Regions from separate parts of the Capsicum annuum genome. Here region 1 is linked to region 2. A link is a contact called in public Hi-C data. All regions are on one chromosome and are shown on one strand. The core of a region is the stretch at or near the end of the contact, and the rest is flanking DNA. Distances in the headings are between cores, read along the strand shown.

Region 1 (7,602 bases), core at 4,679-7,178, 220 kb before region 2:
GGTGGTATATTGGGATTTAAAGGAGGTTTACCGTTATCAATTTTGGTCTGCATTTCTCAATATACACAGGTTACACCCCCTTTAGAAATTGGCAGTGCTTGAATCAAAGAAACAAGACTTCTATGAACACAATTTTTCACCCAGCATCTAAGTCTCTGAGTTCATAGATATGCGTTCTGCTCTTAACTAAAAAGTTACCATTGTTCCTTTATTTGGTGAATTCTTTTCTATCAGTTACCTTGTTTTTCGTTGTATATAAACCTCTGAATGGTCCTTTTAATTCAGGTTAACTGGTGAATTGATGATTCAGACTTACAGGTTTTTGTTTTTTTGTGTACATTTTTTGTTGCTAGCTAGTATAGATGATTTTGTTGGATCATGCCAGCAAAGCTACTCTGTTTTATATTTTTAAGTCTCGTCTTCTGTTGAGGAGGGGCACGGATGCCCCAGTTCGTAGGTGTGAGAGGCTAGCTTTGGATGGCTTCAGGAGTAGGGTAGGCCGAAGAAATACTGTAGGGAAGTGATTAGACATGACATGGAGTAGTTTTAGCTTACTGAGGACAAGACCCCTTAGGTAGGAAGGTGTAAAGGTTGCGGATAAGGGTAGAAGGCTAGGGGGAGTGCGTAGGTTGTAGCAAGTAGTTAGGAGAGCTCCCGTTTAGCCGGGTTAGTAATCCTAGGACTGTGTCCATAGATAGGAGCCGCTAGTCAGGAGAGTTTGAGTGTGGTGGGTGTTTTTGGTCTGTGAGTGTAGGTTACTACTAGGCGGGTGTCCTATTTCATATTTCTTATTTCTTATTGCATATGGCTATTAGCTCTCTTATTTCGTATTGTTCTTTATTCCTGTCAAGCCTTCCATCCTGCTTCATGCTTCGTCACAACTTTGTTTACTATTCTTTATCTCGTGCCGGGGGTCTATCGGAAACAACCTCTCTACTTCTTTGGAGGTAGCGATATGAACTGCGTACATTTTACCCTCGCCAGACCCCACTTTGTGGGAATACATTGCATTTGTTGTTGTTGAAGTCTCTTGTCTTCTGTCTACTTAGAACATCCTTGAATTGGACCTTTGCTTGGCCATGCAAATAGATGAACATACAACTACTTATCCAAATTGTCCTCCTTTTTGTGCTGTGACTAACTCTAGGAAGAACTAAGGACCTTCTTTACCCCTGATTTGTTATCCTTTATGTAGCAAACATGCTGTATAGATTTTAGCCACTTGCAAAATAGGTGTAGATTTGTGCCAAACACAATTAATGGTTGCAGCTATGTGCAAAGTTGACACGATCTCTAGCCCTTTTTGGTTACAAGTGACATAGACATTACTTAGAGTGTATAGTTGTGTATTTAAGATAAATTGCTTTCCTGTTATTTTGTTTCTCCCATTTCAAGTTGATCTGTTTTCAATTATCTATGGACCCATCTGGCCATAGGTTTTGGAAGCACATTTTTTTTGATATTTTTTGCTAAATATCTGTTTGGCCATAGACCACCTTGTGGGATTACATTGGCATGTTGTTATCTGTTTGACAATAGAAATATCAAGTTTTGGCTCTGCATAACAACAACAACAACAACATACCCAGTGTATTTCCACCTAATGGGGTCTGGGGAGGGTAGAGTGTACGTAGTTTATACCACTACCTCAGGTGAAGTAGGTAGAGTGTACGTAGATCATACCACTACCTCAGGTGAAGTAGAGAGGCTGTTCCCGATAGACCCCCGGCTTAGAACCAATAACAGTATAGCAAACACAAAATATAAATGCATATAAACTTGTATAAGCAAAATAATCTAACAACGCTACTCACGAAATAATAATACAGCCACAAGATACTACTAAAAACTATATATCCGAAACCATAGACAACCCACGAACAAGAAACTTCAGAAACAAATAAAGAACGCCCTTCTACTGTTACCGACGCACTCTCACCCCCTAATCCGCATCCTCCACACTTTCCTATCAAAGGTCTTGTCCTCTGTAAGCTGTAACTGCTTCATATCATGCCTAATCACCTCCCTCAAATATTTTTCGGTCTACCTCTCCCCTGCCTAAAATCATTCATAGCCAGTGTCGCACACCTCCGCACTGGAGCATCAAAATCCTTCCTTATCACCTGCCCGAATCAACATAACCCCATTTCTCGCATCTTGTCCTCCACCAAAGCTATTCCCGCCTGCTCCCAAATAATCTCATTCCTCACTCTATCTTTCCTGACATGGTCACACATCCATCGCAACATGCACATCTCCGCCACCTGTAACTTTTGGATGTGGGAGTTCTTAACTGGTCAACACTCTACTCCATACAACATAGTCGGTCGGACTGCTACTTTGTAGAACTTACCTTTAAGCTTCGGGGGAACCTTCTTATCACATAAAACTCCCGAAGCGAGCCTCCATTTTAACTACCCTGCCCCAATATAATGCATGACAGCCTCGTCAGTCAATCAAAATATATTAGGGGCGAAGATAGAGTTTGAGTTACGTAATCGACATAATCCAATAAGTTATATACTATTTTTAAAGAAAATTTACTTAATTTATATGAAATTCAGTCAATGATTTTTTCTAAAATTCAAAATTCATTAAATCAATTGAATCTGCCTCGAAATTAAAATAGGGTTCGTACTGCTCTCAATTATTTTGAGTAAATATGACCCATGAATAGTGAGGTGTACACACTTTTTCCACTTTGGTTTTAATCTTTTTAATCATTTTCTTTACAATAAAGGATAATTTCTTCAAAAGAATATCAATTGTAATGAAACTCACAATCCTCAGATTTTTAGTGTAACATTAGACCAATATACTAGAGCAAAAAAACCTCACATACACAAACAATCAGATTAGCTCCGTCATTTTTTTATTCTTTTTTTTTTGTTTTGTTGTGCCTTCGGGCCTTAAGAAATACAGGAGGAGGATCGTTAGTGAAATTGAATATTTATTCACCATCACAAAGAGTTATCCCCTAAGTTTTTTTTTTTGTTTTGGCCACAATCAATTGATAGATAGGAACAGAGAAAGGGAAACTTTGGTTCACTTTAAATAGGTGACAAATGAAAGTTCTCCTACTCCGTTAAACAAAAAAAAAAAATAAACTATAGCTTATATAATTCTTAAATAAAATTTAGTCCACTCAACGTAATGGTTGCCACATACCTTTTCCTAATTTATGAAAGGAATCCCTACATGTCGACATTTCACAAAATAAAAAATAATACAAGTAGTGAAGGTTTACCCTTTTGATTCATTGAGCAAAAACAAATTTTTGTTTTATTTGCTTTTATAGGTCAAGTACCATGGACTCTTACACAGAGATACAACTCACTCGTTTCAAAACCAATGACACTATTTCATTTTATTAATCTACTTGCGAAAATAGTAACATTTTAAAATATTTTTAAACAATTTAAGTTGAACTTTTCATTTTATAACTATTGAAATATTATGATATATCTTTTTTTTTCCTCAAAAGTAATTCTTTATTTGAATTCTATCAAATTGCATCATATAAGTTAAAACATATGGAGTAGTGTTTTTTACTAGACAGTTTTGAATTATTTTCTTACCTCTCAATTATGAGAAGAGTTAGCTTTTCAGTACTTATTAAGTTCCTTTCGTTTCAAAGATATCAATTATGTATTCATTGACTTATTCTATAAAACTATTAACTTTGTTTATTCCCATTTAGATTTATCGTATCATTATAACTCGTTACAAATAGGTTTACTTTTAAAAAAAATAGAAACTAAATTTATTTACATCTCTAGTATAATATGATTCGGATCTCTTATAAGTTGTAACGGCTCAATGTTATTTTATAATTTTCAGAACTGAACAATGTTTCAAACTTTTTTTTTTATATACTTTTAAAATAAAATATGCCTTTTAACAATAATACCACGGACCATAACTTTTGCACCAAATTTAGAAGTTATATTGTAGAGCTAATATAAATGACATTATAATTTGTTCACTTCTAATTTGATGGTCAATAAGATAGTGATTGTCTAATTTCATTTTGCTTTTTTCCAAAAAATCCATCTCCTAAATTTTCTAAAACACTTTAATAATGGAATAAAGTCTTGTTGGGGATTTAGTTATCAAGATTCTTGTAAGAGTAGAAAAAAGATTATGAGAATTAAAATAATATATGGGAGGCAAATGTGGATAGGATTGGGAGATGGTAGGTGACAAAAGCAGATGGATAAAGAATCTTGAAAGTTGCAGAAATCTTAATTATCATTAAAAAAATGTAAGTAATGAAATTAGTTTCTTATCAATTTATGTGATGTCAATTTTTTTATCCATCTTAAAAAAATGTAGCTTTTGCTTATTTTATTTTACAATTATTAAAATAGTACCCCTCCGTCCCAAATTACGTATCATTATTTTCTTTTTAGTTCGTCTCAAAATAAGTGTCACCTTTCCTTATTAAGCAACTTTTTAAAAATACAGTTATCCTTTTAACCTAATTGATCCCACTTAATTAAAAAAAAGATATTGACACATTTTTTGATAAAGGATAATTTAGTAAACTTTATCAAGTCTTTCCTTTTTTCTTAAACTCCGTGCTCGGTTAAATGACGACACATAAATGAGACGGAGGGAGTATCATTTTTTCATGTTAATTTTATTGAGTCTCATTTAATATTTTATTACAAAAAAAAATTAAAGTAAAGTAAATACGCTCTCTATTTTTAAATAAATGATATTTTAAACTTTAATATGTTAATTAAGAAATTACTTACTCCGAAAAAAATAAAGAGTAATTTTATAAACTTACTCATAATAAATAGGGATAATACCCATGAAAATATCTGAATTTTGATCGGATTTTTAGTTGAGCATACTGAAATTTTGCGGGGGTCCTATTACCCCTAGACTTTTTTTTTTCGTATTTTAATTTTATCAATCTGTCCACTTAGACACATGTAAATATGAGGTGGCGCGTGTATTACACACGCCAGCGTCAAATCTGGTTATAGAGTTTTGGAGGGGGAGGGATTAAATCCATTTTAAAAAGTCTAAGGGGTAATAGGACTCCCGCAAAGTTCAGTATGCTCAATTGAAAATTCGGTTAAAGTTCAGGTATTTTCATGAGTTTATCCCTAATAAATATTTTGAAGATGATGTAACTTTTTAAAAGTTTTTTTATTATATAAGTAAAATTATTTATATTTAAAGAGTATCCTTAATGTATTCATAATTATCTATAACATTACTTATTTAGAAACGAAAGAACTATTATATTGACCTTAATTTCTTCTCATTTTTTACTTTTGATATCCGATTAAATATCGTTTCATTCTATAAAATTATTTATATTAAAAAATATCCTTAACATATTCATAATTATCTATAACATTACTTATTTAGAAACGAAAGAGTTATTACGTTGACCTTAATAAGGACAGTTTGATAATAAAACCTCTTCTCATTTCTTTCTCTAGATATTCGATTAAATAACATTCTATTATACAAATTATTTATATTTAAAGAATATCCTTAATATATTCATGATTATCTATAACACAACTTATTTAAAAACAAATAATTATTACGTTGACCTTAATAAAGACAATTCAATAAATTAATAAAATCTTTTCTTACATTTTACCCTAAGTATCCTATTAAATAGCATCATATAAATCGAGACAAGTACCAAATAGGGTCACATAAATCAGTAAAAAGTACTTTCTCCGTCTCAAATTACTCGTTGATACATTGATTATGAAAAATTATTAATAATATAACTAGTTTATCATAATATTTTTATTAAATGATATTTATATTTTAATTTGAAGAAAAAATAATTAATGCAAAGAGTAAAATATAAAAAAAAAATTATCTTTTCTTTGATTAATGAAAAAAAATAATAAAATTTAATTAAAAAATTTGGGACAACAATTTAAGACTGAGGGAGGGAGTATTATTGTAAGAACAAATCACATTATAATTATTATCTCTACTTGCTAATTCTCTCTGTGTCTGAACCTTTTAAGTAGTAGTTGTCCAAAGAACTCTTCTTTGCTTCCTCTCTCTTCTAAGTTCTATCCCTCTCCAGAAGAAAAGCAAGCAAGCAACCATGTCTTCTCCAAGCAAGCGCCGGGAAATGGACCTCATGAAACTGTGAATCTTTATTCATTTCTTGTTTAAAATATTCAATCTTTTGTTGTTGTTGTTGTTGTTGTTAAGTTTTGAGTTTCTATTTGTTTGATTTCTTTTTTTTTTTTTTTGGTTTTCTTTTAATTTTCTATTTGTTTTTTTGCTTGTCTGAATTAGAATGATGAGTGATTACAAGGTGGAGATGATTAATGATGGCATGCAAGAGTTTTATGTGCATTTCCATGGACCTACTGAAAGTAATCTTCTTCATCCTTCTCTTAATCATCTTCCTTTTTTTTTCTTTTTTTTTTTGTCTTTATGTTTTAGCTTTCTGAGCTTTTTCCTTAAGAGGGTATTTGTTGCTTCTGATTCTTGATTGAATTCATTTGAGTTATTTATGGTTGCTTTATCCTCTGATGATGTTTTCTTTCGGTGGGGTTATGGTTTATGATCAAAGTTCATCAAGGGGGTAAGAGGGAAAAAGTGGAAACTAACTTGGATATTTTTAATCTTTTGCTTCTGTTTGCCCTCTATTTGTAAAGTTTCTGCCATGTGATTAAGAGGTGTGGATACAATCTCTTGCAGAAATGCAGGAAATGAAACAGTCTCTCGTAGAAATGCAGGGTATGACCGTGCATGATAGATCCTTGCAGTTCGGCCCTTCCTTGAACCCTCTGTGCATAGCAGGAGCTTAGTGCACTAGGCTGCCTCCCCCCCTTTTTTTTCCCTTCTGTTTGCCCTCTATTTGTGAAAGTGAGTTAGGAATTTATTGTTACAATTTGTTAGTAGCTACTAAAATTCACTTTTTAGGCTTCTTGGGTAATTCTGGAATTTCTTGGGTTCTTACAATAGAATAGATAAAGGAGTCATCTTTTGGCTCTCTAGTTGGTAGTTTTGCTTGCATCTGTTGATTATCTCTTCACCGATGAATCTTGAAGTTATATCTTGCTTTAAGTGGAGTTCGATTTGATGTTCTTTTTGAAAGAAATTGTTTTCTTTGAGGTGTGCAGTTTTCTTCAGCTTCTGCTCATACTTATGTGATTCCCGCAGGCCCATATCATGGCGGTGTGTGGAAAATAAGGGTGGAACTTCCTGATGCTTATCCATATAAATCTCCATCCATTGGTTTTATTAATAAAATCTACCACCCAAATGTTGACGAGATGTAAGAGCTGATACCGCTATAATTCTAGGATATTTCATCATTCGCATTTTCTTTACTGAAGGTCTAAAATTTCTTGAATTATCATTTTTCAGGTCTGGCTCAGTTTGTTTAGATGTTATCAATCAGACTTGGAGTCCCATGTTTGGTAATCAGAAATTGCAGTACCTAGCCTCTGGTTGTTGTTGTTGTTATATACTTTTCTATAGCATCATTATGAATAACTTGTCTGTGTACTAACAACCTTGCAGATCTGGTAAATGTGTTTGAAGTGTTTCTTCCACAACTTCTCTTGTATCCAAACCCATCAGACCCATTGAATG
Region 2 (6,818 bases), core at 3,338-5,837:
TCAATACCTCTCTAGGAGGTAGATTGACTATGATTAATAGTGTGCTTGATGCACTTCCAACTTATATGATGTCTGTTTTTCCAGCACCAAACAATGTGATAACTATGAAGAAACTTTCTCTGGCAGGGGAGTGAAGACAAGAAAAAATTTCACTTCGTCAAATGGGAGGTGGTAACAAAAAGCAAGAAAGGAGGAGGAATGGGGATCAGGGATATGAAAATGCAAAATAGGAGCCTAATGATGAAATGGCTTTGGAAATTTATTACAGGATACACTATGGAAAGAGGTAATTAGGGAGAAATATGACATGGAGGATAGGTGGATAACAAAGAAGGTTGTTACTCCATACGGATGCAGTATTTGGAGATCTATCAGGAATCTTTGGCTACTAGTCAGAAAGTATCTTTTTGGGAGGACAATTGGATAGATCAAAGACCCCTGAAACAGCTTTACCTAGACATTCACATCCTAAGCCTACAGCAACAGGCCACTGTATCTGAAATGTGGACAGGACAGGGATGGAATTTGCAGCTTAGAAGAAATTTAAATGATTGGGAGATGGAAAGGATAGGTTCGTTCTACAATACTATGGAATCTTTTAATAATTTAACAGGGGAAGAGTACACAACAATTTGGAAGATTGACAACAAAGGGGTTTTCAGTGTAAACTCGGCATACAAAGATCTTATTATCTCGCAAACAGGAGGAGAACTCTGGCCATGGAAGATGATATGGAGTGTCAAAATTCCTTACAAGGTCTATTGTTTCTCCTGGTTGTTGGCTAAGGAAGTGGTGCTAACACAAGAAAATATGAAGAAAAGGGGTTTCCAACTATGCTCTAGATGCTATTTATGTGGGGAACAAGCCGAGACAGTTAACCATCTCTTTTTACACTGCAAATGGGCGGATCAACTTTGGAGGATATTCACCAGCTTAAGGAAGATTAGGGAAGATTACTTGGGTAAAACCAAGGAACATTGAAGGTGTTCTTAAGTGTTGGATCAGAGTGGGAAATACTACAGGGAAGGAGGAGAGATGGAAGATTGTCCCAGCATGTATATGGTGGACAGTATGGAAAGAAAGAAATCAAAGGTGTTTTGAAGGCAAACAGAACAATTTACAGAATTTTAAAATGAATTGTTTAGCTCTTTATCATTTTTGGTGTGAACAAGAAGTGTTAGGACAAACAAAAGATATTTTTGATGTTCTAGATTATTTGTAACAAAAAGTACAAATAGGAATCAAATAGTGTTTGTAATACTTTTGGGGGACTGCACAGTTTTGATGTAGTTCACCTGTCGATATATAGATAAAAAGTTATCTTTCTCAAAAAAAAAAAGGATTAGAGTAGATCATTCGCAATCTCCAATTACAGTTAGCGCCTCAATCTGTAGATATAACTTGCTTTGACCAATTCCTTTTTGTTTTTTGTTCTAACGATGAATGACTGAACTTTTAAATCACGTTAGAAGAAGGTTTTCATTTTTTATTTTTTTTGTGTACTGATGTTTGAAATGGGAATGCTGCTAAGCCTCAAGAAGTGCAACATTTATCTCAAGAAACAACTTCCCTCTATGAACTCTGTAGGTTCTAAATATCTCTGCAAAAATGAGCCACTGATCAAGGAGAAGATGCAGGATTATTGCCATGGTTTCTGTTTCTCTTTGCATGATATTTATGACCTTTAATTGATAAATCTAGAAGCTTTGCAAAAGCAAAGATTCAAAATAGCAACCAGGGGTGTGGCCTATCAGTCAATGAAATAAAGTGGGTGAAAATTATGGAAGACCAAGGTTCAAATCCCAGCAAAGACTAAATGTGAGGTGATTCCTTCTTATTTGCCTAAGCCTTGATAAAGTAAGCTACCTGGTATCTGTGCTATTGGGAGGTAGTTGCCCGGTAGGTGCGATGCACTAGCTAGCCTGGTTAACACCGTTGTTGAAAATAACCCAGCAGTGATTCATAATAGGTCACTGGGATTTGACCTTGGCCATGGAAGCTGTTGTGGAAATCTCAAGCACCTCTGTTAATGTAGCTTGTTTTGTTAATGTAGCTTGTTTTGGTTGGATTGCAGCTAAGAATGCGTGGTTAATAGATGGTTTTCTGGAATCTGTAGGGCATTTGATTTCGTATTGAAGTGCAAAGGAGTAAACACTTGCTGTAGGTTGTAAATTTTCTTCAAGATCTCGATTGTTGGTTCTGGGGAGATAAAAGCTTGTACTTGTTTTTCTTCCTGTTGGTCTAGTCAATAGCTTTTATAATTAGATGGTACAAGAGACTGCAATCAACACAAACAGTTAAAGTGATCAAAACTCAGGATTTCCTGTATTACAAATCTTTCACTTTTTTGTGGTATTGAAGAACGTTAAACCCTGGAAATCATCCACATATACATTGTTAGTTCTGCTTATGTTTCTTGTCGTCAGTTCCATCATCTTGGTTCTCAGAAATGTCACCCTGACTCCTATATTTTACTGTTGCATTATTGGTTCACTGATCTGTATGTCAATGTTGACAGAGGATTAGCTGGTTGTTTGGTCCTTTATCTCGATTGAAAGATGTGATTGTTGGGGGTGATCTCCGTGGTACCTTCATCCGGGGGAGTACCGCAGCTCAACTTTAAGATGATGATGACGAAAATGAGTGAGTGAGCCAAAGTCTTGTTTTCTTGATAAGCTAGCTAGCTATGCTTTTCAATGTGCCTTATTTACTAACTTTTGACAGGGTCTAATGCGAATATCTTGTGTTCCTGTGATGGGGTTGTATAAGCACGCACCAGGGAGTCTTTGATTGTCGGTTTAAATTTGGGTGGTTGCAGCTGCCCCGTTTGATGTTGATTCTCATGCTTTGCACTAGAATCTAGCTACGTTCTGAAAAATAGCGCCTGAAACTTTATTATCTTATGCAGTTGTTCTCAAAAGGTTTATCTGCTGTCTGTTTTTTTTTCTCTTTTGGGATTTCAGAAAAATGCACTGTATAATTTTCAAAACCTAATTTTGAGCAGGTCTAGAATTGCTCGTTGTCTTGTACATATCTTGTGTCAGATGGATTGCTGAATTTTACCGATACATTTTTCACTGAAATTTTGGCTTGTGTTATTGAATACGAGTAATTCTTTTAAGTTTGTTAACAGAAGAAAAAAAAAAAAAAAACTAATTTTTTTTTCAGTTTTACACTATTACTAGGACTCACAATCCATTGCAGTAAACTTTCAGTAGGAGAAGCGGTTTTCTAACCCTGAACAAATCGTTCCAGATTTATATTATTTTTATAAAAGATTTTTATTCTTACCTTTCATTTTTAAACGGAAGAGATCTAAAAAGTTTCTTTTTTTCCATTCAAATTATTAGAGGATAAAGCATTCATAATGCAAATAGTACAGAGATTGACAAAAATATACTTAATGGAGAGATTTTATAACTTAGATATAAATAAGATTAAAGTAGTAATAAATCCCTCCTAATTAATATTTTTTAAGGGTTGTGTAAAGCAAACAACACAACTACTAATACGAGTTGGAGTAACAAATATTATAGCATGCACAATCTTATTTTCCTCTCAAAGGTGCTTGTTTTTTAAAAAAATAAGTTGTTTGATCAAATTTTTAAAAATAATAAGTATTTCTGGGGAGTAGAAAAAATAGTTTTTCATAAGTTAAAAGAAATAGTTTTTTCATAAAATCAACTTTTTTTGAAAAGCACTCTTAGAAAAATACACTTAAAAATATTTGAAAAGTTTAATCAATCACTAATTGTCGCTCAAAAGTTTATTTAAAATTTATTGATAAAAAAAAAACTGCTTCTCATCAAAAATGTTTTTTTGAAAAGCATTTCTAAATGGGCATTTTCTAAAATAAGTTGATTTAGAAGTCTAGCTAAACAAGCAATTACTATTTGTTTTAAGCGACGTGTTAAGTCAAATATGAGCCGAAAAAATGAAATAAAAACATAAAGGGATTAAATATAATTTAAGGAAAAGGTTAAAAATAACACTTCACCCTAAAATAATTCCATCATAGTAGTCATCCAAAACTAATTACCTGCAATTAACCACTAAATTAAAACTTACTTTTAGCCATTTCGCAGTAGGCTTCGTCTCCTTCTCCATTTCTTTTTTTTTTTTTTCAAATAAGTCTTTTTTTGGTTCCATTTTTTTTTTTAAAGATTGTCCATTTTCTTATGAAAAAGGAATTCAGCTTTTCTATCTTTGATTTTACTACTATATTTTTTAACAATAAAAATGCATCAAAGTAGTATAAATGTTGTATCAATTTGGTATAAGAACTGTATATGCATGTGTAGGTTCTCTTTCTTTTGTATTAATGTGTTATAAATGTCATATCAATCTGGTATAGAAAACGAGTAAGCATGCATAGATTTTATCTCTTTTTAAAAAAAAATAGTATATATTAATATGATATAAGCATTATATCAATTTAATATAAAAATTATATAGACAGAAAATAGCTAAAATAGCCAATAGCTATTAGATGATATTAATTTGATCAATAACTGTGATGTGGAAAATTAATCAAATACTGACCATTTATTTTCAAAATTGTAATAAAATACATTTAACTATCCATTCGGTTCTTCGGCTCTATTTGAGTCGCACCTTTCATATTGGCGGGAAAATTAGCTGTCATAAACCTAGGGTTGATTAAACACCCTTTCGACTCCATTTTTTTCTTCACCGTCCACCACAAAACTCCGGTAGAGTCCGTTCCTCCGACCACCGCCAAACACCACAAGATCCGTCCTCATCTCTCTCTTTCTCTTTTCACTATTTTTTTCCTTTTAATAACTGCAGTGTAAGCATCAGCTTTCGTGCAGCTCGACTAATACTAACTCTGTAATTGAATGCTTATACTGATATTTTGAATTTTGTAGAAAAAATGGGTGATGAAGGAAATGCACAAACTCCGAGAAGAACAACTAGAGCATCATTATCTAGCACACCAAATCCATCTAATTCTACAGGGAAGTTGAATTTATGTAATCAACAACCTTTGACAATAGACGATCTCGCTTACGGAGACGAATCGATTAGTTTTGATGATTTGATTTCTAGTTTACCAGGTAGACGTGCTCAAATAATTGAATTGTTACGCATTTTGGGTCCATTGGATTCTCCAATGTTTCCTGTTTTCGTATACGGAGGTGCTTCCACTGGGAAAACAAGTTCCATTCTTCAGATATTCAAGCACCTTAAACGTCCGTTTGTTTATTGTAGTTGTGTAACGTGTTATAGTCCGAGGATACTGTTTGAGTCTGTGTTGAATCAGTTGTTGCTTCATAGAAGGAATGAAAGCAATCGGTATTTGAGTGTGAAACGTTGTGAGAAGCCCTCCGATTTTGTTAATCTTTTGCAGGAGGCACTTCGTAATGTGGTTGATAGTTTGAAGGGGAATGTGGTGAAATCTAGCTCGAAGAAATCGATGGGGAGGGCTAGGGGGGAAATGGTTTACTTGGTATTTGATAATTTGGAGCTTGTTCGTGAATGGGATAAGGGTTCCAACATATTGAGTTTTATGTTTAAACTGTATGATATTCTGAAAATGCCGGAAGTGGGTTTGATTTTTCTCAGCAATGCGTCACCTGATACGTATTACTTGGACACTGGTTATGTAGAGCCTGTGCCTGTTTACTTTCCTGATTACACTGAGGATGAACTTCGTCAAATCTTGATGAAAAACCAGGAAAACCCAAAGCTATATTCCTCATTTCTCGAGTAAGTTTGAGTTTTCAATTTGATTTTCATCACTTTGGTGGCGTTATTAGAAATTCAAGTGGTAACATGTATTCTGACTTCTTTGATACAGAGTGGTGCTGAGGCCATTTTGTCGAGTTACTAGACGAGTTGATGAATTATCGACTGCATTCTCACCATTATATCAGATATATTATGAACCTCTGGATGATTTAGGCATTGTTCCAAGTGGAGATGTGAAAAGAGAACTATTTTCTCATCTTCAGCCACATATTGGACCATCGCTGAATGACACATTCAGAGTTGAAAACAGGCTGTCTTCTGAAGCCTCAGCTAAGACGAACAAATGGAAAGGCATTGCCAAGAAAATGGGAGTTAGTGAATCTTCTGATGAGATAGACTTTCATATGTCTGCTTGTGCCAAGTACCTTCTTATTTGTGCTTTCCTTGCTTCAAAAAACCCAGCTACACTTGATGCATCCTTGTTTGATTCAACTGGAGGTTTCAGTAATGGAAAACGGAAGAGGAAGTAAGTAGTTCTGAATTCTGTTTTTCTTACAATGCTGTTAATTTTAGTTTCCTCTTTTGCTTGTATTGATGGCTTTCTTTGCATTGACATGATTGCTTTGGTCATAGCTTCATTTTCTTAAATTTAAGTACAGAACAAATATAGCAAGTCTTTGTTGCGTGACAAATTGGCATACTTGACATAGTTATACTGAAATAATCAGGGGTGATAAATTGGACTGAATCACTTAATCACAAGATGTCAAAATGAGAAATTACTTCCTTATCATCGAAGCAATTAGTAGAAACGTTTTCCTAATTTTATGAAGCTTTAAAGTCCTATTTGCTCATTATGAGAGTTCTTAAGGAAATTTAAGTTTTGAAGAAGGGGCTATGTTGTCTGCTGATTAGGTTTGTTAGTGGATCCTTATTGGCATTTGAAGCGTTGCTACTTCATATACATCACTAATGTCTCTTAAGGATTTGGATGGTACTGTTATTTTATCTGCCTGGTACTTGATGTGTTAAATCCTGTTTTTAAGTGCTTCACATTTATCTGATGCAAATCATATTTTAGTTGTCTTCGATTATCTTACTTCATT

What was found. Hi-C and Micro-C count contacts between places; a contact is called where the count stands out from the background.
Region 1: a contact with region 2 is called in a Hi-C map of leaf, with 2.6 times the contacts expected there. The contact joins the promoter of LOC107839205 here to the promoter of LOC107839199 in region 2. A contact is called at or near these places in 2 of 5 Hi-C or Micro-C datasets (leaf and placenta).

What each region holds. Positions count from the first base shown.
Region 1 is chr8:145,604,405-145,612,006 of UCD10Xv1.1, reverse strand. It overlaps LOC107839205 (ubiquitin-conjugating enzyme E2-23 kDa), which reads left to right and starts at 5,928. Exons shown (of 6, transcript XM_016682600.2): 1 at 5,928-6,141; 2 at 6,295-6,374; 3 at 7,168-7,282; 4 at 7,375-7,427; 5 at 7,531-7,602. The coding sequence starts at 6,098. LOC107839206 (AT-rich interactive domain-containing protein 2) reads left to right here. Exons shown (of 3, transcript XM_047394471.1): 3 at 1-335.
Region 2 is chr8:145,382,986-145,389,803 of UCD10Xv1.1, reverse strand. It overlaps LOC107839199 (origin of replication complex subunit 5), which reads left to right and starts at 4,587. Exons shown (of 5, transcript XM_016682593.2): 1 at 4,587-4,810; 2 at 4,890-5,730; 3 at 5,822-6,238. The coding sequence starts at 4,895. It overlaps LOC107839200 (ATG8-interacting protein 1), which reads left to right. Exons shown (of 4, transcript XM_016682594.2): 3 at 2,519-2,643; 4 at 2,725-3,083. The coding sequence ends at 2,623.